2 separate regions of the Mus musculus genome follow, and region 1 is linked to region 2. The links are chromatin contacts, called in public promoter capture Hi-C maps. All regions are on one chromosome and are shown on one strand. The core of a region is the stretch at or near the end of the contact, and the rest is flanking DNA. Distances in the headings are between cores, read along the strand shown.

Evidence for each region. Promoter capture Hi-C pulls out the DNA fragments that hold promoters and counts their contacts.
Region 1: a contact with region 2 is called in a promoter capture Hi-C map of stem cell-derived epiblast-like cells, with 4 times the contacts expected there. The contact joins the promoter of Tfap2d here to the enhancer-like site in region 2. A contact is called at or near these places in 6 of 39 promoter capture datasets (the 3T3-L1 cell line, embryonic stem cells, hippocampal neurons and 2 more).

What each region holds. Positions count from the first base shown.
Region 1 is chr1:19,101,462-19,104,459 of GRCm38.p6, forward strand. It overlaps Tfap2d (transcription factor AP-2, delta), which reads left to right and starts at 1,561. Exons shown (of 8, transcript NM_153154.3): 1 at 1,561-1,833; 2 at 2,903-2,998. The coding sequence starts at 1,795. All of the region lies in intron 1 of Gm15825 (predicted gene 15825), which reads right to left.
Region 2 is chr1:18,267,491-18,270,318 of GRCm38.p6, forward strand. No RefSeq gene overlaps it. Among named protein-coding and RNA genes, the nearest start is that of Defb41, 3.8 kb to the left of the region's middle. Within about 2 kb of position 1,556, at least 8 of the 459 cell types and tissues checked have an H3K27ac peak or open chromatin away from gene starts, as enhancers often do. A contact at or near this core is called in embryonic stem cells and stem cell-derived epiblast-like cells, where this site is marked.

The DNA of each region.
Region 1 (2,998 bases), core at 311-2,810, 830 kb after region 2:
TCATGTGTCCTTATGTATAGAGCCAATAGCTCTGAGTGACAGGCCCGGCTACCTTGTGTACCTTGTGTGAGCATGCCCTAATAAAACCTCCCATACCCTCAACCAAAAAAAAAAAAAAAAAAAAAAAAAAGCCACATGTCTGTTTGCCTGCGGCTTATTATTAAGACACCTTCTCAGCTTAAACACTTAAAAGGGAACCAAATGAAATAGCAATTAAGACTGAATTACCCTGTCTATCTCTGAGATGAGCTGGTGGGGCCAACTAACCCTCCAGGTTTTGGGTGTTTTATTTTTTTCCCCCTTGAGTAGGCAAGTTTGCTGATAAAACCTAGCATAGCCTCTATATCTTGAGCTTGTTGCTATCACACACACACACACACACACACACACACACAGAGAGAGAGAGAGAGAGAGAGAGAGAGAGAGAGAGAGAGAGAGAGAGAGACCTTCAAGACACTAGATAACTCAGTGGATCAGCCTAAATTTTGGATGAAGTATAACTCTAAAACTGTTTGAAAGTTGAGAAACCTAGAAGAAATGGAAATAGGTGTGTGTGTGTGTGTGTGTGTGTGTGTCAGTGTGCGCTGTTGTTCCCTGTCCCTTTCCAGCACCCTCTTTGTAAATGTAATGCAAGTATTTGGGGGTCCTTTAGGGGTAATATAACTGCTTCCTGTTGTTGAATGGTCCACACTCCCACCTTCCAAAATAGAAATAAGGAGAGACAGGCAGACAGACAGACAGATACAGAGAGGGACACAGAGAGGAGAACAAATAAAAAAACCAAACAAACAAACAAACAAAAATCACACTGTTTAAAAGAAAAGGGAAAAGAAAAATAGTAAAGGGGGGAAAACAGGCTGGGTTGGGGAGTGAAAGACATTTACTTAAGTGTGCAATATCCTCACACATCTTTATTCTCATACATTTTTCCAGTTGTCCTACTTCTTTGTAACAGAAACTTAGGACTGTCCATCATGATTATCTATCTTAAAAACTGCTTAAAAAAATGTTAGCCACCACCTGGTGTTGCCTTTCAAGGACGAAGAACAGAAATTCAATGTAAATATGAGAAAAGGGGTATTGTTTTCACTTGGAAGAAGGCAGACATCCCAACTGGGCAAGACTGATTGCAATGCCTGTTGGAAAAAAAGATCAGCTTTCAACATCCAGGGAGTGGAACCAATAGGAACAAATGCCCAGTCATGTAAAAGAAAGGTTTAATTAATATATGTTTCTGTCTGTAAGCTGCATGTATTGGGGATAGATTTCTATCTTCGCAATAAAAATGTGTAAATGCTCTCTGCAGAGATGCGTCCTCACCTCAGTCGGTATAGAAAAGCATGATAAAGGTTGTGGAAAATGGATAAAAAATGTTGAAAGAACCCCCAGTTCCTTATTAGGCGAAGATACAATATTTATTCCTTGTCTCATGGGATAAATCTCTTCTGCCTATTGTCCTCCCCGTTCTCACTGCTGATGCTTAATTTTCAAAACTTCTATATTACCAAGGGACCTACGACATCAGCCAAAGAAATTCTCAGCAAGTACAAAATCTGTTCCAGGGAGCTGCTTTTGTGCAGAGGGAAAATTTTGTTCCTACAGGTTTTTTAAGTGGGTACGAGGCAAGGAGCTATCTGATCCGGGCAAAACCATTACAGTTTAGATCTCTATCTACGGAACATTTTTTTTCTTCCTTTAAAAAAAATTGGAAAATACAAGAAGTTTTGGATTTTTTTTTCCTGATTCTTTTTTTGGAGGGGGAAATTGCATCGTAAGCTTTTGGAGAAACCCATCATGTCAACTACCTTTCCCGGACTAGTCCACGATGCGGAGGTATTATTACTTTTTTGTGTGTGTGTGTGAGCGCGCGCGCGTGAGTGTGTGAGTGTGTGGCGGCGGCGGTGGTGGTGGCGGTGGTGGTGGCAGCTTCCCCTGCCTCTAATCTATATTGGACCGTTACGTTTAATTATAATCTGGCTTTCGGGAGAAGTTACGGAAGGGAACGGGAGAAAGTTCGTTATGACATCTGTCGCAGGGAGGGCAACTCTCCTCCAAGTTAAGCACCATTTGCAGTAATGAGGGAGAAGCATAATCCTAACAATAAGTGGGGACGAGGAGAAAGCTAGAGACACAGAAAGGATTCTCCGAAAAGCAAAGAAAGGGGACTGATGAGGGACAGTAGGTGGACGTGGGGGTTGGGGGGTGGGGGGGAAGAACGCAGCGCATCCCTTTCAGAAGGGGTTTATTCAAGAAATGGCACACAAGTGGCTATGGGGGCGAGCAAGTTGAACAATTTGCACGGACTGGGATTTTTAATGTACATGTATATATACCTTTATATTTGTGGACGGTGATCCTTTTATTTATTTATTTTTTTTTTAGCAGCTCAGGCTGAACACCTCCGCATGGCCAGGAGGCATTTCGGTGCTAGGGTCTGGCTGGAGTAGCGATGTGCATCCTAGCGTTTTCTGCATGTGGACTCTCTTGCTCCCCTAAGCCCCCAGTCACCTGCAAACCTGACTCCCAACGCCTAGCTCCAGGCACAAGTTGAGAATTGAAGGGTGTGAGTGTATTTGAGTGTGTGTGTGTGTCTGTCCGTCTGTCTGTCTGACTGTGTGTGCATGTGTAATGTCGCCCGCACCTATATAGGGTGGGGGATTCCCCCCACCCCACCCCGCTCTCTCCACTGTGAAGACGAGGCCGCCCACCCCCAGTTCAACTGTTAGCGAAGTCTGCTTGGTGAAGGCACTCACTGAGTCCGGCTGCTCTCCGGAAGCCCAGCGCGCTCTCTCCTCCTAGGGAGAGACAGGGAAAGCTCCCGACTCTGGGAGAGTGGCGCCTTGGTTGCAAAATGACAAACCTCAAGTTTTTCTGCTCTCCCCTTTCCCCCTCTTCCTTCCAGATACGTCACGACGGATCAAACAGCTACCGTTTGATGCAGCTTGGCTGTCTGGAGTCCGTAGCCAATTCCACGGTTGCCTATTCCTCCTCCTCTCCT
Region 2 (2,828 bases), core at 306-2,805:
CCTAACTCCTCCACTGGGGTCCCTGTGCTCAATCCGATGGTTGGCTATGACCATCCACATCTGTATTGGTCAGGCTCTGGCAGAGCCTCTCAGGGGACAGCTATATCAGGCTGTTGTCACAAGAGCTTCTTGGCATAATCAATAGTGTCTGGGTTTAGTGTCTACAGATGGGATGGATTCCTAGGTGGTGCTGTCTTTGGTTGTGATGTTGTTTGCTTCAGTCTCTGCTCTACTTTGCGCCTACATTTCCTTTAGACAGGAACAATTCTAGGTTAATATTTTTAGATGGGTGGGTGGCCCCATTCATCAACTGGGAGTCAGTGCCTAACCACTGGAAATGATCTCTACAGGTTCTATATCCCCTTTGTAAGGTATTTAGGCTAATGGCATCCCCATTGTTTCCTGGCATCTGTGACATCTAAAAACACTAGAATGAATAGAAGCCAATGCATCCAAGAGGAGTAGATAGGAAATAATCAAACTCAGGGATGAAATCAACCAAGTAGAAACAAAGAGAGCAATACAAATAATCAACTAAACCAGGAGCTAATTCTTTAAGAAAACAAGATAGATAAACCCTTATCCAGTTTTACCAGAGGGCAGAGAGACAGAATCCAAATTAATAAAATCAGAAATGAAAAAGGGAGACATAATGGGAACCAAGGAAATTTTAAAAATTCATCAGATCCTACTACAAAAGACTATTCTTTAACAAATTGGAAAATCTGGATGAAATGGACAATTTTCCAGACAGATACCATGTGCCAAAGTTAAATCAGGATCAGATAAATGATCTAAACAGTTTCATAACCTCTAAAGAAATAGAAGCAGTTATTAAAAGTCTCCCAACCACATAAAGGCCAGGACCAGATGAGTTTAGTGCAGAATTCTATCAGACCTTCAAAGAAGACCTAATATCAATATTCTTCAAATTATTCCTCAAAATAGAAACAGAAGGAACACTACCTAACTCATTCTATGAAGCCACAGTTAGGCTGATACCTAAATCACATAAAGACCCAACAAAGAAGGACAATGTTAGACCAATTTCCCTTATCAAAATCGATGCAAAAATACTCAATAAAATTCTCTCAAGCTGAAACCAAGAATACATCAAAAAGATCATTCACCATGTGCAATACACACTCCAGTGAAGTCTGCTTGGCAGGCTGAGAGGCCTGGAAGCACGCATGAGGCAAAGAGTTTCAAGGAAACCCAACCTGGAACCTTGGCATTCTCATGACACTTATACTCATACCCTATCCCCGTTAGTCTGGTGTATGGATCCATGTGCTCTCTTTTAGTATTATTTTATTATAAGTGCCTTTAAAGATTGAATTCTGACATAGATAAGCATTTGCCAGTATTCCAATGTCCCAGAAAAATCCTTGAAGCCGACAAACTTGGAATTCAGTAGGAATTCAGTAAGAATGTTACCCATTCAGTAACATTCAAATTTACTTTTAGTAGAGACAGCGAAACTAATTAGGCATTACAAAGAACAGAGCCCGAATAGCTCAGGGCTGGTCTGTAGAGTGTTTACTTGGGACAATAGCCGGCCTTACCCAGACAAGGGAATACACAACACAGATGCAGACAGGGACCAAAAGGGTCTGCGACAACCATGATCAAGTAGGCTTCATTCCAGAGATGCAGGGATGGTCCAATATATGGAAATCCATCAAAGCAATCCACTATATAAACAAACTCATTGAAAAAATATTTTGATTCTAAATTTACTACATCTTTTGAGCAAAACAACTAAAACCATTTCTTAAAACTTTCATCTTAAGATTATTTAAATCAAATCAGGAATTCTGTAAAATCAGTAATTCATCTAAACAGTAATGGTTCATGAAAGTTTATCTTTATGTAGACCTGCAGGAAATTTGCTCAAACGGCTGGCTAATGTCCAGGAATATTGAGACTATGTAATAGTGAGAGCAAAGGCCTATCAGCTGCATAAAGCAATCCAGAAATGAGGTCTTTGGAACCATGCTTCTCAGAGCTCACCCATCATTAGCCATGTAAAGATGGTGGGCCAACTCCATGAAGGCCACCTTCTAGGATAGCCTTGGTCTATCCTAGATGGTTTCTGACAAAGAAGCCTGTTTAGGTCCTCTGTACAGGTCGCCTACTGTCTGTGGTCAGGCTTTTTGTTGGAAACTTTAGACAGACTGGTTCGGTGACCTGACCAGTAGGTGGCAAATTCTGACAAGTAGATAAATGAAATTCGGTGTACATCCTATTGTCCTGATAAGAATAGTGACTGGGTTCTTAGCCTAGAAGCCTTCTCAGAGGAGAAAGTGAGTGGATAATGGGAGAAGAGTTTGAGAGGATGGGGCTGGGAGGAGAGGAAAAACATGTCTGAGATCAGGATGTAAAGTGAATAAATAAATTAATTATTGAAGAAAAAAAAAAAAGACAACCTGTAAGATCAAGTCTGCAGAATCTGTTTCCAAGGAAGAATTTGTTTCTCAATTCATCAGGCTTGGTGATAGGGCTAGGTGCCTGCACCTTAGAACTACCTTCTGCTCCAACAAGGAAAGTCCTAGACTTTAAGTCTATGATGGCACCCTCCAGATCTCATCATCCCTCACAACTTTTGTCTTCTTTTTATTAAATAACTTATTATGTATAACTTATGCTGCCCACATACACATGGCCATTATGTCTGTGATAGATTAAATATGCTTGATCCAAGGAGTGGCACTATTAGGAGGTGTATTGTTGGAGTAGGTGTGTCCTTGTTGAAGAATGTGTGTCACTGTGGGGGTGGGATTTCAGACCCTTCTCCTTGCTGCCTGAAAGGCAGTCTTCTGGGTCCC